2 separate regions of the Sus scrofa genome follow, and region 2 is linked to region 1. The links are chromatin contacts, called in public Hi-C maps. All regions are on one chromosome and are shown on one strand. The core of a region is the stretch at or near the end of the contact, and the rest is flanking DNA. Distances in the headings are between cores, read along the strand shown. Region 1 holds the start of PSORS1C2 (psoriasis susceptibility 1 candidate 2). Region 2 holds the start of AIF1 (allograft inflammatory factor 1).

The links. Hi-C and Micro-C count contacts between places; a contact is called where the count stands out from the background.
Region 2: a Hi-C map of alveolar macrophages shows a contact between it and region 1, with 1.9 times the contacts expected there. The contact joins the promoter of AIF1 here to the promoter of PSORS1C2 in region 1. A contact is called at or near these places in 2 of 5 promoter capture datasets (fetal liver and liver), 4 of 47 Hi-C or Micro-C datasets (alveolar macrophages, blood and heart right ventricle) and 1 of 2 datasets of contacts at active chromatin or transcription factors (alveolar macrophages).

The regions. Positions count from the first base shown.
Region 1 is chr7:23,538,407-23,544,867 of Sscrofa11.1, forward strand. PSORS1C2 (psoriasis susceptibility 1 candidate 2) reads right to left here and starts at 3,507. Exons shown (of 2, transcript NM_001123171.1): 1 at 3,456-3,507; 2 at 2,338-2,693. The coding sequence starts at 3,507. The coding sequence ends at 2,338. CCHCR1 (coiled-coil alpha-helical rod protein 1) reads right to left here. Exons shown (of 18, transcript XM_021098445.1): 17 at 6,312-6,461; 18 at 5,513-5,835. The coding sequence ends at 5,723.
Region 2 is chr7:23,725,286-23,732,278 of Sscrofa11.1, forward strand. AIF1 (allograft inflammatory factor 1) reads left to right here and starts at 3,883. Exons shown (of 6, transcript NM_001129950.1): 1 at 3,883-3,981; 2 at 4,176-4,237; 3 at 4,345-4,411; 4 at 4,743-4,784; 5 at 4,991-5,153; 6 at 5,699-5,901. The coding sequence starts at 3,957. The coding sequence ends at 5,783.

The DNA.
Region 1 (6,461 bases), core at 2,257-4,756:
GTGTGCGGTGGCTTGATGTGGTTTCTCAGTTCCCAGACCAGGGATTGAAGCCAGGCCACAGCAGTGAAAGCACTGAGTCCTAACCACTAGGCTACCAGGGAATGCCCAACAACTTTTTTTTTTTAGGGCCTCACCTGCAGCATATGGAAGTTTCCAGGCTAGGGGTCGAATCAGAGCTACAGCCACCAGCTTATGCCAGAGCCACAGCAATGTGGGATCTGAGCCACATCTGTGACCTACATCACAGCTCACGGCAATGCCGGATCCCGACCTGCCCATATTGCAGAGGGTTTACTTTCTCAGGAATTGTAAATACGTATTTAAAAGTCTTTTTTTTTTTTTTTTTTTTTTTTTGGAGGCAGGGGTGTTTTGCAGCATGTGGAAAATCCTGGGCCAGGGATTTAACCTGGGCCACAGCGGCGACCTGAGCTGCTGCAGTGACAACCCTGGATCCTTAACCCACCGCACAAGAGAACAACAAAAGTCATATCACTCTTAAGCGTAGTGGATGGAATATAACACCACAGCCATCTCATGTTTGTGACCACCCTTTTAATAAGTGAACATGTCCATTAGCCAGTCAGCAAATTTACCACATTTCTTTTTCTTTTTAGTTCCTTTTTCCATTCCACTTTCCCTGTAGAGTTTTATCCTCATGAAATACTTTTTTTTTATTGTATCAGGCAGCATGTCATTGTATTTTAGTGTATTCTTGGAAAGTTTTTTATTGTATATCTCTGTAACAAAAATATGGACATAAATTGAAATTTACTTCCCATGACCATAAGACTCTTAAGTGTTAACAGTGAGTTTATAATTACAATTATTGCAAGATACAGTTGATCAAAACTATAAATATTAGCAGTGATTAAACAGAAAAGTAAACTTTTACTGAAATAATGAGATGGAAAAGCCTGGTTTTTATTTTCCATTGACTTCCATTTGGTGGCTCCAGGAAGAGCTCCCTGGTCTGGTTTGGGTTGGCGAGAAAGCTCAGTTTCCTCTGTCTCCAGCAGGAAGGGTGGTTTGTTAATGGAGGCAGGTGGAAAAGGAGAACACAGTTCTCTGCCCGATTCATTTTAGGAAGGGACACACATACTTCTGGAAATTGTTCCTCTTAAAACTTGGCCCTGGAGTTCCTTTCATGGCTCAGCAGTTAACGAACCGGACTAGGATCCATGAGGATTCAGATTCTATCCCTGGCCTCACTCAGTGGGTTAAGGATCTGGCGTTGCCATGGGCTGTGGTGTAGGTCACAGATGTGGCTCGGATCCCGAGTTGCTGTTGCTGTGGCTCTGATTCGATCCCTAGCCTGGGAACTTCCCTAGCCAGGGCCACCTATGGCCCTGAAAAGCAAAAAGACAAAAGACAAAAAAAATTTTGGCCCTGCTCACAGGCCCCTGGGAAAGTTTTCATGTTTAGCTAGAGGTATGCAAATCCTAAGCTATTAAAAGAGGGATTTAGCTTGGTTTCTCATTGTCCAAAATAGAGGTCCCGGAATGGGGGACTTGTAACTGATAGTTGCATTTCCAACCCTCCATCTACTGAGCTCCACATCCTTATGCATACGGGCAAGACAGGAACTCACACGACTTCCGGATCTCTGCAGGTTTGTGGATATGAGGAGGGCATCTGAGTGGCCATAGACCTGCTTGTTGGCAAAGAAACAGCCTAAGGAGTTCCCTTCATGGCGCAGCAGAAACAAATCCGACTAGGACCATGAGGTTGCAGGCTTGATCCCTGGCCTCGCTCAGTGGGTTAAGGATCTGGCGTTGCCGTGAGCTCTGGTGTAGGCTGCAGACAGATCTGGCGTTGCTGTGGCTGTAGCTCCAACTGGACCCCTAGCCTGGGAACCTCCATATGCCGCAGGTGCGGCCCTAAAAAGACAAAAAAAAAAAAAGAAAAGGAAAAGAAAAGAAAAGAAACAGCCTAGATTCAAAACTAAGAAAACGGTTTTTTATTTTTCCATTTCATGGAAGCACTATCATCTCCTGGTAGTTCCCAGCTGATGGCCACCAGGTGGCAGCAGAGAACACAGTGCTGCCGGCCCTGCCCAGAGAGTCCGGTGGAGGAAGAGGTGGTGGGAAGGGTGAGGACTCCACTGAGGGTAGAGTTAGAGGTTATAGGTTTGGGCTGACAGAGACAAAAAGAGGGGTAAGGTGGGGGCTAATATAGATCCCAGGAGGGAACAAAAAATACCGAGAACACCTTCCGGGTTCAGGAATAAGGAAAGGATTAAGAAGTTAGGCTCAGTTGAAGAGAATTCAAGGCAAGTGGGAAAAGAGCTGAGCTGGAGGGCCCTCTGCCTGGAGGCACAGGATGCCTCTGGGGATCCCATTATCTGTACTCCTCCCGGGGTGGGTCAAGGTCTGGCTCCTCTCGGGATCCGTGGTCCACCTCAGGGGCAGGTGGCCAGGGGTTTTCTGGAGGCTGGGGTCCTGCTGGCCAGGGGTCGTCAGGCCGGGGAGGTTGAGGGGGATCAGTACTAGGGGGTTCAGGAGGCCAGACTCCAGATTCAGGCAGGTCTCTCCAGGGACGATTGGGCCCTGGAGCTGGAGGGTCCTCAAAGATAGGAGGTACCCCTGGCCAAGGGTCACCGGGGATTGGGGGGCCCCGAGGCAATGTTGGGGAGCCCTCCTCCTCTGAGGCCTCCGTGGATGGGGGAGATGGGTGGTCTCCGCTGCCTGAGATGCCTGTAGAGGAGGAAGGAGAAAAGTAAGAGGCAGTAAGGGCCAGCGACCCGCCCCAGGTCCCCCCCAAACTTCAGGCCCAGGGGGCACGACTTCTCAGGGATGGACTTCAGTCAGCCGATCCCACAAACCTCAAAGTAACTCTCAGAGAGCTCTCTGCACATTCACAAAATTCCAAAGTGATCTTAAAAATGACATAAAAACCTTGTCTTGAACCATTACCTGGACCAACTTTAAACTGTCAGGACCCTCCTCCCTCTACATAAGCTCCATCCACAACTGGGACACCCAGCTGGCATGGCCCCTGTGCTGGTCTGCAGTCCCAAAGCGGCCTACACTCTGGCCCCATGTGGCACCCAGACCCCACACACCTGAATTCTGATTTTTTTGATGTGTGTTGAGGGGGGGCGCGGAGAGGGAGTGCTTGAGGCATGTGGAAGTTCCCAGGCCAGGGATCAAACCCACGCCCCAGCTGCAACCCAAGCCCTAGCAGTGACAATACCAGATTCTTAACCCAATGTACCACCAGGGAACTCCATGAATTCTGATCTAAATCACCACAGGGAGCTACACTCAAACCAGCCAAGCATTTGGTCTGAGCTAAAATGTACCTTCCGGCATCACCTGCATCCCCTTTGCTCTTACCCTCACATGAATTCTCCGAATCTCCCAGAATCTCCTCTGTGCATCCATGTCACCCCCGCCTCATTTTGACCATCCCCCATCCCCCCCAAACTGCACTCCAGACCTCTACTCCCAGCTCACCTCCGGCGAACAGGCAAAGGACCAGGATCCCCAGTAGCTTCCAGTTGAGCATCTTGGCTGTCTCTTGGCCCCCAAAGTCGGGGGGGTAGGCTGAGTCTGGTTGCCCAGGAACCCCAAGAGGCTTTATAGGGAAGGCAGGAGGGGAAGAGGCCAGTCTCTGGGGAGGGGCTGGCCCAGTGACACAAGGAATCACACGGGAATCTAACTGGTCAAACCCGTTTGGAAGGCCATGGCTAGTGTGTAACCTGTGATGGTGGCGTCCCTCATTTTAGTCCCCCAGCTCAGGACCCAGCCATCCAGGCTTTATCGGTGACCTAGACCTTGGTCATCCCAACTTTGCACATCCCCTTCTGCAGCAGTTTTAATAACAGGGCCTTCCCTTTGCATCCCTCAAGGCCAGCGGCGGCCAAGGAATGGGAGCAGCCTCGCGTGGGGAAGCAGTGTAATTACAGGGGCTGGGAGGCAGGAGGCCGCGTGGGGGTGGGCGATCGGGGGCACAGGGAGGGGTGGATGGGGACGGTGAACCTTTTCAACAATGGGCTGCAGCTAGGACAGTCTCAGCTAGCACAGGTTCCCCCGCCCACCCAGGGTGAGGCCTCTTCCTGGGGCTCAGTTCTTTTCCTGGAATTGCCGCCTTCCAGCCTGTGCCTTCCCCAGGTGTAGGAGGCCTCCAAGGAGTTTCATCCAAGAGTCACCTGGGGTGACTGCAGATCAGGAAGGAAACATGAGGACCTCCTGATTCCTTCTCCCCACCCCAGGGCTGGTTCCGGGTTACACCGGAAGCTGACTCAGCTCCCCTCCTCCCGCTGGAATCCTCTTCACAGCCCTTCTGCCTCCCTCTCCTGGTCCTTGGCGAGAGCTCTGTGCCCACCCGCCTCCTCTCATCCTTCAGATGTCACTAAATGGGGTCTGTGTCTCTGAGAGCCCTCCTAGAAACTTTCTTCAGTAATGTGCCCAGAGCAGAACTCACCTCCTCACCAGGCTGTCCCATGTCCCCCTCGCCCTGGTCTGCTTCCGGCAGGAAGGGACACCACTGTCCCCCTGCGCTTCCTTCCTCTCTCTCCTCATCCCTCGGCCACACCCTAAACCGTCCTCCCCAGCCAGCCAACAGACCCCTTTAAAATGTAAATCGGAATTGTGCCAAAGTCCCCAGGTTAAAAAGCACTCCAAGGAATTCCTGTTGTGGTGCAGCAGAAAGGAATCTGACTAGTATCCATGAGGATGCGACTTCGATCCCTGGTCTCTGTCAGTGGGTTAAGGATCCAGTGTTGGCTTGAGCTGTGGTGTAGGTCGCAGACTCGGCTAAGATCCTGAGCTGCTGTGGCTGTGGTGCAGGCCAGAGGCTGTAGGTCTGAGTCAACCCCCAGCCTGGGAACTTCCATATGTCACATGTGGCCCTAAAAAAGCAAAACAAACAACAAAAAAGCACTGCAAGGACTTTCTATGGCCTTAGAGTAAAATCCAAGCTCCACTAGGTCCTGGCCTCTCCCTGCAGCATCCTCCCTCCACACGGGCCGCGCTTGTGCTTCTCCCAAGTGGAGGCACAGCCTGGTCCTCGCCTGACCCCGGCCTCAGCACATCGGGCCTGAGAGGCCTCGCCTGTCCCTTCATCTGATGCTGCCCCTCCCCACAGAGCCAGGCTCTTATCTCGTCACTGTGATCTTTTTCTTCTCTTCATAGCACTTATTGTTTGAAATGTTGATTTGTTCTTGTGGAAACTTGGTTGAGTCTGTCTCTTCCATGGGAGTGTAAGCACCACAGGAGCAGAAACAGGTCCGTCAACACGGTGGCTTCCTGGCAGGATGCCACCTGGCTGTGCGACACCAGCTGAACCAGTGAAGGTTTATATCTGCCTCACTCCCGGCACTGACCATCTTCCAGACAATTCCAAGCTCTTTAAAGCGCTTTAAAACACAAGTTGGGAATTAAAAAAAAAAAATCTGGAGCTTCTCAAAACAAACTTTGAGCAGCCCGGGAAAGGGATTTTGGAAAAGGAGCCATGTCGTGAAAGAGCCTGTGGGAGGGACCACTTCTCACATTGCCTAGACAAGAGAGGCTGCAGAGAGAAAATTCCCTTTATTCCTAAAGAGAACTGTCCAAACAAAGGCTCCTGCTGTAGGCATCATCTTTAGTGAGTCACGGGAGAAATCACAGACATCTTGGTGCCTGTTGTCCTGACGGTGGCCAGATGGGGAAGGGGCTGGGCGGGACCCCCCCACTCTGGGGCCCACTTCTCCACCATCCTCATCCTTGGTCATCGCAGCTGCTCAGAGGCAGACTGAAGTAGAAGAGGTCTGGTTCTCTCCTTCACAAAGAGCCTCCTCTTTGGAAATGGCCTCACTCAGGCCCTGCAGGTCATCCAGCAGGTCGGAGAGGGATCCTAAGAAAGAAAACCCTGGAGTTCCCAGTGTGGCGCAGCGGACACACATCTGACTAGTATTCAGAAGGGTGCAGGTTTGATCCCTGGCCCTGCTCAGTGGGTTAAGGATCCCGTGTTGCTGTGAGCTGGGGTTTAGGCTGCAGTTGTGGCTCAGATCAGGTGTGGCCGTGGCCGTGGTGTAGGCTGGCAGCTGTAGCTCCAATTCAACCCCTAGCCTGGGAACCTCCATATGCTGCAGGTGCGGGCCTAAAAAAGGAAAAAAAAAAAAAAGTAGACCCAGAGGGACAGGAGGCTGTTAGGTCAAGATGCAGAGGAACAGGGCAGCCTCGGGATGTAAGGGTGATGAAGGAGAAGGCTCCTGGTTCAAGGCGGGCGTGGCTAAGAGGCTGTGGGCCTCCAGGGGTCAAGAGAACAAGGTTCATGCACACCAGAGTGCCTGGAGGAGAGGGTCCTGAAGTCCCCGCCCCATCCCTTACCTCTGATGGACTCCTTGGTGCAGCGGGCCACTGCCAGAGGCGCAGGCGCTGAAGACTCAGGGTTCCCTGGGCCAGACTCCACAGGTTTCCCCTTATCCAACAGGGAAGGAAGAACTGCCAACAGTCGTTGCTGCTTGTAACGGGAGAGGA
Region 2 (6,993 bases), core at 2,633-5,132, 190 kb after region 1:
AAATGCACAGAAACCTATTCCCTGGGTTTCTGAAACCTGGAAGAGGACACAGTCAGGTAGTGTTGGTCACCTAGAGAGAAGCATCGCCTGCAGATGGAGGTTTCAGCCAGCAAGGTCTGAGGTGACCTTGGGGGAAGGTGGCCAACGGAATGAATACTCTTCACTTCACGTCCTCCCTCCCACTGTTCTCCCGGCAGGCTCTCCATCAGACAAAACCAGCCAGAAGCCAGAGGTGCCCTTGATGTCGTCCCTACAGACTAGTCTCCTGGGGCAGAGAGCAGAGCGGGAGGAGAGGAAAAACAGGGGCAAACAGAAGACATCCAGGCCCCTGCACACAGACAAGCTTTCTGGCCAGTGTATTTTCTTTGTGTGGGCTCACAAGGGGCCTAATTCTAACCAGGAGTTCCCCTGGAGAGCAGGGGACCGTAACGATAGGCCCTTAGCGACATGGTGCCTGTCCCATAAAGGGCTGTAATCTCACGGTCCCATAAGGGTTCTAGTGATTCATTTCCTGAGTCAGCTCAGCATTCTCTCCCTGACTGCTCAACTGGACGCCAACACCTCTGGCCTCAGTGACTCCTTATTCCTGCCTCCAAGACTCACCAGCCCCACGACCTACTGACCCAACTTAAGCCATGTTGACACCTTCAGCGAGTTCAGCAAGCCCTGTAGGCTCAGGAGTCACCCTATTGCTTTAGGGCCTACGGCTCTCAACATTGAGGCATTTGTTAAAAAGCTATTGCTGGGCCATACCCAGAGAGTTTCTGATTTGTAGCTTTGGGCTGGAGCCCAACAATGTGCCTTTTTTTTTTTTTTTTTTTTTTTTTGAGGGCTGCACCCATGACATATGGAAGTTCCCAAGCCAAATCAGAGCTGTAGCCTCCTGCCTATGCCACAGCCACAGCAACGCCAGATCTGAGCAACATCTGCGACCTACACCACAGCTCATGGCAATGCTAGATCCTTAACCCACTGAGCAAGACCAGGGATTGAACCTGCGTCCTCATGGTTACTAGTCAGATTCGTTTCCACTAAGCCACAACAGAAACTCCCTTTCTTTTTTTCCTTTTTTTTTTTGACAATGTGCATTTCTAACATGTTTCCTTATGATGCTGGGGCAAGGACCATTGGGCAAGAACTACTGCTTTAAGGAGATTCTGCGTGTCTCTGCTCAGATCTAGATTTTGCAGCCTACCTGTCAGAGAGTTCCCTATATCCATTATTTCCCGGTTCTCAGTGGATTCCTTGCTCCCTGGCAGCTCCCTGCCCAGAGGCCCCACCTCCCCTTCAGCCCTGACTGTGGTCAGAGACCTAGCCCTCTCTGTGGTCCAGGGGGCCAGGACCTGGGTGTGGGTGGGAGGCATCTTCTTGAATCTCTGTTCTTCACAGACTCTCCCCACATCTGTGTGTACCAGAGGAGTTTTTTTTTGTTGTTGCTGCTGTTGTTCCTTTTTAGTTTCATTTTTGTTTTGCTTTTTGTTTTGTTTTTAAGGGCCACTCCCAAGGCATATGGAAGTTCCCAGAAGAGGGGTCGAATTGGAGCTGCAGCTGCCAGCCTGCACCACAGCCACAGCAACTTGGGATCTGAGCCGCGTCTGCAACCTACACCACAGCTCACGGTAACACCAGATCTTTAACCCACGGTGATGGAACCCGCATCCTCATGGACACTATGTTGTGTTCTTAACCCACTGAGCCACAATAGGAACTCCTATATTTGTTTATTTTTATAAACGATTTCCCAATTAGACCGTCCCTGAGGACAAGTGTTTACATTTATTTGGTTCACTGGACTTATAAACGTGCGGGCACCTAGTTAAGTACTCAATAAATATTTCTTTCTTTTTTTTAAGCTATTTTTATTTTTTATTATTTTTTATTTTTTGTCTTTTTAGGGCTGCACCTGTGGCATATGAAGGTTCCCAGGCTAGGGGTCAAATTGGAGCTGCAGCTGCCATCCTACACCACAGTCACAGCAACACCAGATCCAAGCTACGTCTGTGACCTACACCACAGCTCATGGCAACTCTGGATCCTTAACCCACTAAGCGAGGCCAGGGATCAAAACTGCGTCCTCATGGTTACTAGTCAGATTTGTTTCCACTGAGCCACGACGGGAACTCCAATAAATATTTCTTAAATGAATGTATGAATAAGAAATGAATTCCCCACCAGGCACCGAGGCCATGGGGAGGAGGGCAGGGTGGCTCCTTTCTCTTCAGGGGGAGAGGCAGCTGCAATAAAGGGAAGTCAAGAGGTCACAGTCCCCTCCCGCATCTCCCCACTCCCCATGGGTAAGGGCAGGGGCCGTGAGAAGTCAAAACTCGGGCCAGGGCATTTAGACAAACGTGTCTCAGTGAGGGGAATGCTCTGTCCTTGCCTCCCCTAGAAGCCACTAGCCAGAAAGAGCAGCAGCAGGGGTAGAGAGTGTTTATCAGAGGCTACACCCCACTCTGTGGAACCCACAGGGGCCAGCACCCCCCCCAACAAACACCCCTAATGTCAGCGTCTGCCCCTGGCTCTTGTATCCACCAATGCTGTCTCTCGAGAAGCACCACATTCCTCCAAAGAATCTACCTAAATTCTCGAATTCCAGAGCTCTGTAGATTTTACTGAAAATCTCAAAGAAGATAAGATGAGGGGATGACATTGCACATCCTAAAGCAAGACTTCTTTTTTTTTTTTTCCTTTGGCGTCTCATCTCAGTCTTTCCTCTTCCTGAGCCCAGCCGGGCACTGGTATCCTCTTGCCATTATATTGCCATTAGAGAAGGAGCCGGGGGAAATTACTGACTCAGACGGAACTCTCTTTTGTTTTGTTTTGTTTTGTTTTGTTCCGTTTTGCTTTTTAGGGCCACACATGTAGCATATGGACATTCCCAGGCTAGGGGTTGAATGGGAGTTGCAGCTGCCGGCCACACACCACAGCCCCAGCAATGCAATTCTGAACCGTGTCTGTGACCTACACCACAGCTCTCAGCAACACCAGATCCCCAATCCACTGCCGGAGGCCTGGGATCCACCCTGCATCCTCTCGGATACTATTCAGATTCCTTTCCGCTGAGCCACAATCGGAACGCCCCAACAAAGACTTCTTTGCTAGGAGTTCCCGTCGTGGCACAGTGGTTAATGAATCCGACTAGGAACCATGCAGTCGCGGGTTGGATCCCTGGCCTTGCTCAGAGGGTTAACGATCCAGCGTTGCTGTGAGCTGTGGTGTGGGTCACAGATGCGGCTCGGATCTCAAGTTGCTGTGGCTCTGGCATAGACTGGTGGCTACAGCTCCAATTAGACTCCTAGCCTGGGAACCTCTGTATGCCGCGGGAGCGGACCTAGAAAAGGCAAAAAGCCAAAAAAAGAAGACTTCTTTGCTAGACATCGCCGTATTCCCAAGGGACTCTGGAGCTGCAAGGCTGGAAGTGAAGTTTCTCCTCTTCCCAGACCCTGCATCCCTCTCACCCCCTCCCAGATCTGCAGGAGACTTCCGGCTCTTCAGCTTCTCCTCCAATCCACGCAGAGAAATTCAGTCCGACTCGCTGTCCAAACCTGCATGCCCAGACTTGTGAGACCCACGTCTTAGTCATGTGAACCTCCAGGCCTGAGCAAAGACCCTTCGTTCCTGAGAAGAACCGCCCGTGAGGTCTGACTACCTTCCCCCTTACCTCTGATGTCTTATCAAAATATTTCTTTCACAAACAAGGATCCCCTTAAGAGGAATGAAGAAGAATGCTAGTTCTCATTTCCTTTCTACCTCCAGTCCCTCTTCTTCCTGGGTGCTAGTGTCAGCAGAAGCCGATGGGGAAGTGAGGCCTGGGACTTAGAGGAGGAGGGAATGGGGCGAAAGGGGAAGTTTGGGAGGAAGGCCTCCAGGCAGCTGCTGGGAGAGGAGAGCCGGCAGACAGAGAGGTGGCAGCCTGGTCTGTCTCCTCCAGCATCTCCACCAGCATCGGCTGAGCTATGAGCCAAACCCTGGATTTACAGGGTAGGGAAGGTGGCAAAGGCAGGCTCCTAGGAGGGGAGCAAGGAGATGGACGGTCCTGGGCTGGGGGGGCCAGGAAGCTGGCTCAGGAAGGCAGGACAGGGATGGCCTCAGGCTGGGCTTGGGGGTGAGTAGGAGAAGTGGGGGTGGCGGCCAGGGGTGGGGGGGCGGTTACATGAACCTTTGCGCCCCTGCAGGAGGAAAAGCCTTCGGGCTGCTGAAGGCCCAGCAGGAAGAGAGACTCAATGAAATCAATAAGGTAAAGGAAGAACTAAGGGGCAGGGCCTGGGTTTGGGGGGGGAATGTGGGGCGCGGGTAGTGGCTGGACCTAGAGGGCCTACCCGGGCTCTCGCTGTCCCCTCACAGCAATTCCTGGATGATCCCAAATATAGCAGTGATGAGGACCTGTCCTCCAAACTGGAAGCCTTCAAACGTGAGGGGAAAATTCTAGGGGTGGTGAAGGGGGAGGAAAGGATTTCCCCATGAAGGAGAGAGGGAACTGCAGAAACAAAGTTTGCTTTGGGGTGGCTGCCTCTACTGCCGCCCTTCTTATACTCTGTCCCTGACCTGCCCTTCTCAGCAGCACCTCTAGTTCTCTGCACCTTAACAGGGCCCCTCAACTTCCCAGCTCCCATGTCCTCTACCCGCCCTACTTCCTCTTCCTGGGGGGCGGGGACCCCACCTAGGCGAGGTCAGCAGCACCCTGCCCCAGCCTGTGACCCTCTGGCCAGTGCTTCCTCTCTCGGCTTTCTCCCCTCACCCAGAGAAATACATGGAGTTTGACCTGAATGGAAATGGTGATATTGGTGAGAAAAGGGTGATGGGGGCGGGGTGTGCAGAAAGAGGGAGGGGGAGGGCTTTCCCACAGCACTCCATTCCCCCCCCCCCCCCCCCCCCGTGCCCTAGGGGGAGGGGGGAAGGGCTGGGGTAAGAGGAGGGGGAATGGGAGTGAGGAGGTGGAGGGGACAGAGGGACAGGCTCCCCCTTCTCTCACCCCATCCTCTGCCTCCAGATATTATGTCCCTGAAACGAATGCTGGAGAAGCTTGGGGTCCCCAAGACCCACCTGGAGCTAAAGAAATTAATCAAGGAGGTATCCAGTGGCTCTGGGGAGACTTTCAGCTACTCTGACTTTCTCAAGATGATGTTGGGCAAGAGATCTGCCATCCTAAAAATGTGAGGGTCCATTTCCATGCCCCCCATACTGACCTGTTTTCTCTCCCCCTACCTCCACCGCCAGACTCACCTTCTACCCACTATAGCACATATTTCTTCTGCCTTTTTTTTTTTTTTAGGGCCGAATCCACGGCACATGGAAGCTCCCAGGCTGGGGTCGATTCAGAGCCACAGCTGCCGGCGGACGCCACAGCCATAGCAATACGGGATCCGAGCCGCATCTCCAACCTACACCACAGCCCACAGCAACGCCAGATCCTTAACTCACTGAGTGAGGCCAGGGATTGAACCTGCAACTGCTCACGGTTACTAGTCAGATTTGTTTCTGCTGCGCCACAACAGGAACTCCTCTACTGTCTTTTGAGAGACACTTCCCGGGTCCTATCCCATCCATGGTTCCGGTCCCCACAGCCCCCCTCCTGCCCTTCCTCCTTCTCCTCCCCCTTCACAGCCCTCATCCTTTTCTGGACTTTCGCAGTGACCTAAGACTTGTTTTCTTGAGAGAGCTCTCCCCTGATCCCCGCGTCTCTTCCCATCTCTACCAGGATCCTGATGTACGAAGAGAAAGCGAGAGAACAGGAAAAGCCAACGGGTCCTCCGGCCAAGAAGGCTATCTCTGAGTTGCCCTGATTTGTGGTGGGGGAGTTGTGGTGGAATTGAAGGGGCTTCTAATGACCCCAACATGGAAAAAGAAGGCCAACTTGTGAGCCAGAGCCAATCTAATTTAAATAAATCATCTTCCGTCGTATCAACTCAGCTTGGTCACTGTTTGGGAGGCTGTTTCCCCCCCCTGGATCTGAGAAGGAGAGAAGCATCTCCGAGGGAAGGGTGGCAAGATTTGCCCCTATGAGCAATCCATCAACAAGTTTTTAGTATGTCTACTACAGCAGATGGTTTTGTACACCAAAGGCTCATTCCAGATATGCGAGATAGACTTGACCCCAAGGAATTTAAGTGGGATGAAAAGACGTATCCAGACAAAAAATTACATCACCCAAGCCCATGATGAAAAGCAAGGATTACCTTGAAAGAGCATTCGCTATAACTATAAGCACTGTAACCTTAAGAAACCACTCAGCCTCTCTGAGTCTTTTATTTGAATATGGGAATAATATGATCTATCCTTAAGTACCTGACCTAACTCAAATGAATGGGTGGATGGATGGATGAAAGAACAGGTGTTATTGAATTAAGCAAAGGATTCACAACACAATAAAGCCAATAATTTAAGTGAAAATGAGTCTTGAGGTCCTTTTGGGGACAAGCTTCAAAAACTGAGTCTATCTCATAAAAGGAAAAGGGGCTTGTATCAGCGCAGGTTCTGGGGTTAGAGACTCCTTGGATAATGGAATGGGTTAAATAGCCAACTCCAGGAAGATGGGAGGCTGAGTTCCCAGGCCTTCAGCTCTTCCTAGACCTTTCCTCCATTGAGTCCAGATGCATTACCTCCAGCAAATCCCAGACACTGGCCCTGTTTCAGATTTCCTTACTCCCTGGAAAGCAAGATTCCAATCGGCCCAGCTTGTTTCATGTATCAGCGTCAGACCAGGGCCCTAGGGCCACCCATTTTGGCTCTTTCCAATAACAAAGCCAGGTTGGCATCCTAAAAAGTGCTATAGTAACTGTGTAGGACTTCAGAGGAGGAAGAAATCAGAGTTGGTTCAATAAAATAGGTGAATAAAATTAATGGCTAACTTTTTTTTTTTTTTTTAGGGCTACAGGTGCAGCATATGGAAGATCCTGGACTAGGGGGCTGAATCTGAGCTGCAGCTGCCAACCTACACCACAGCCACAGCAACTTGGGATCCAAGCCACATCTACAACTACACCACACCTCACA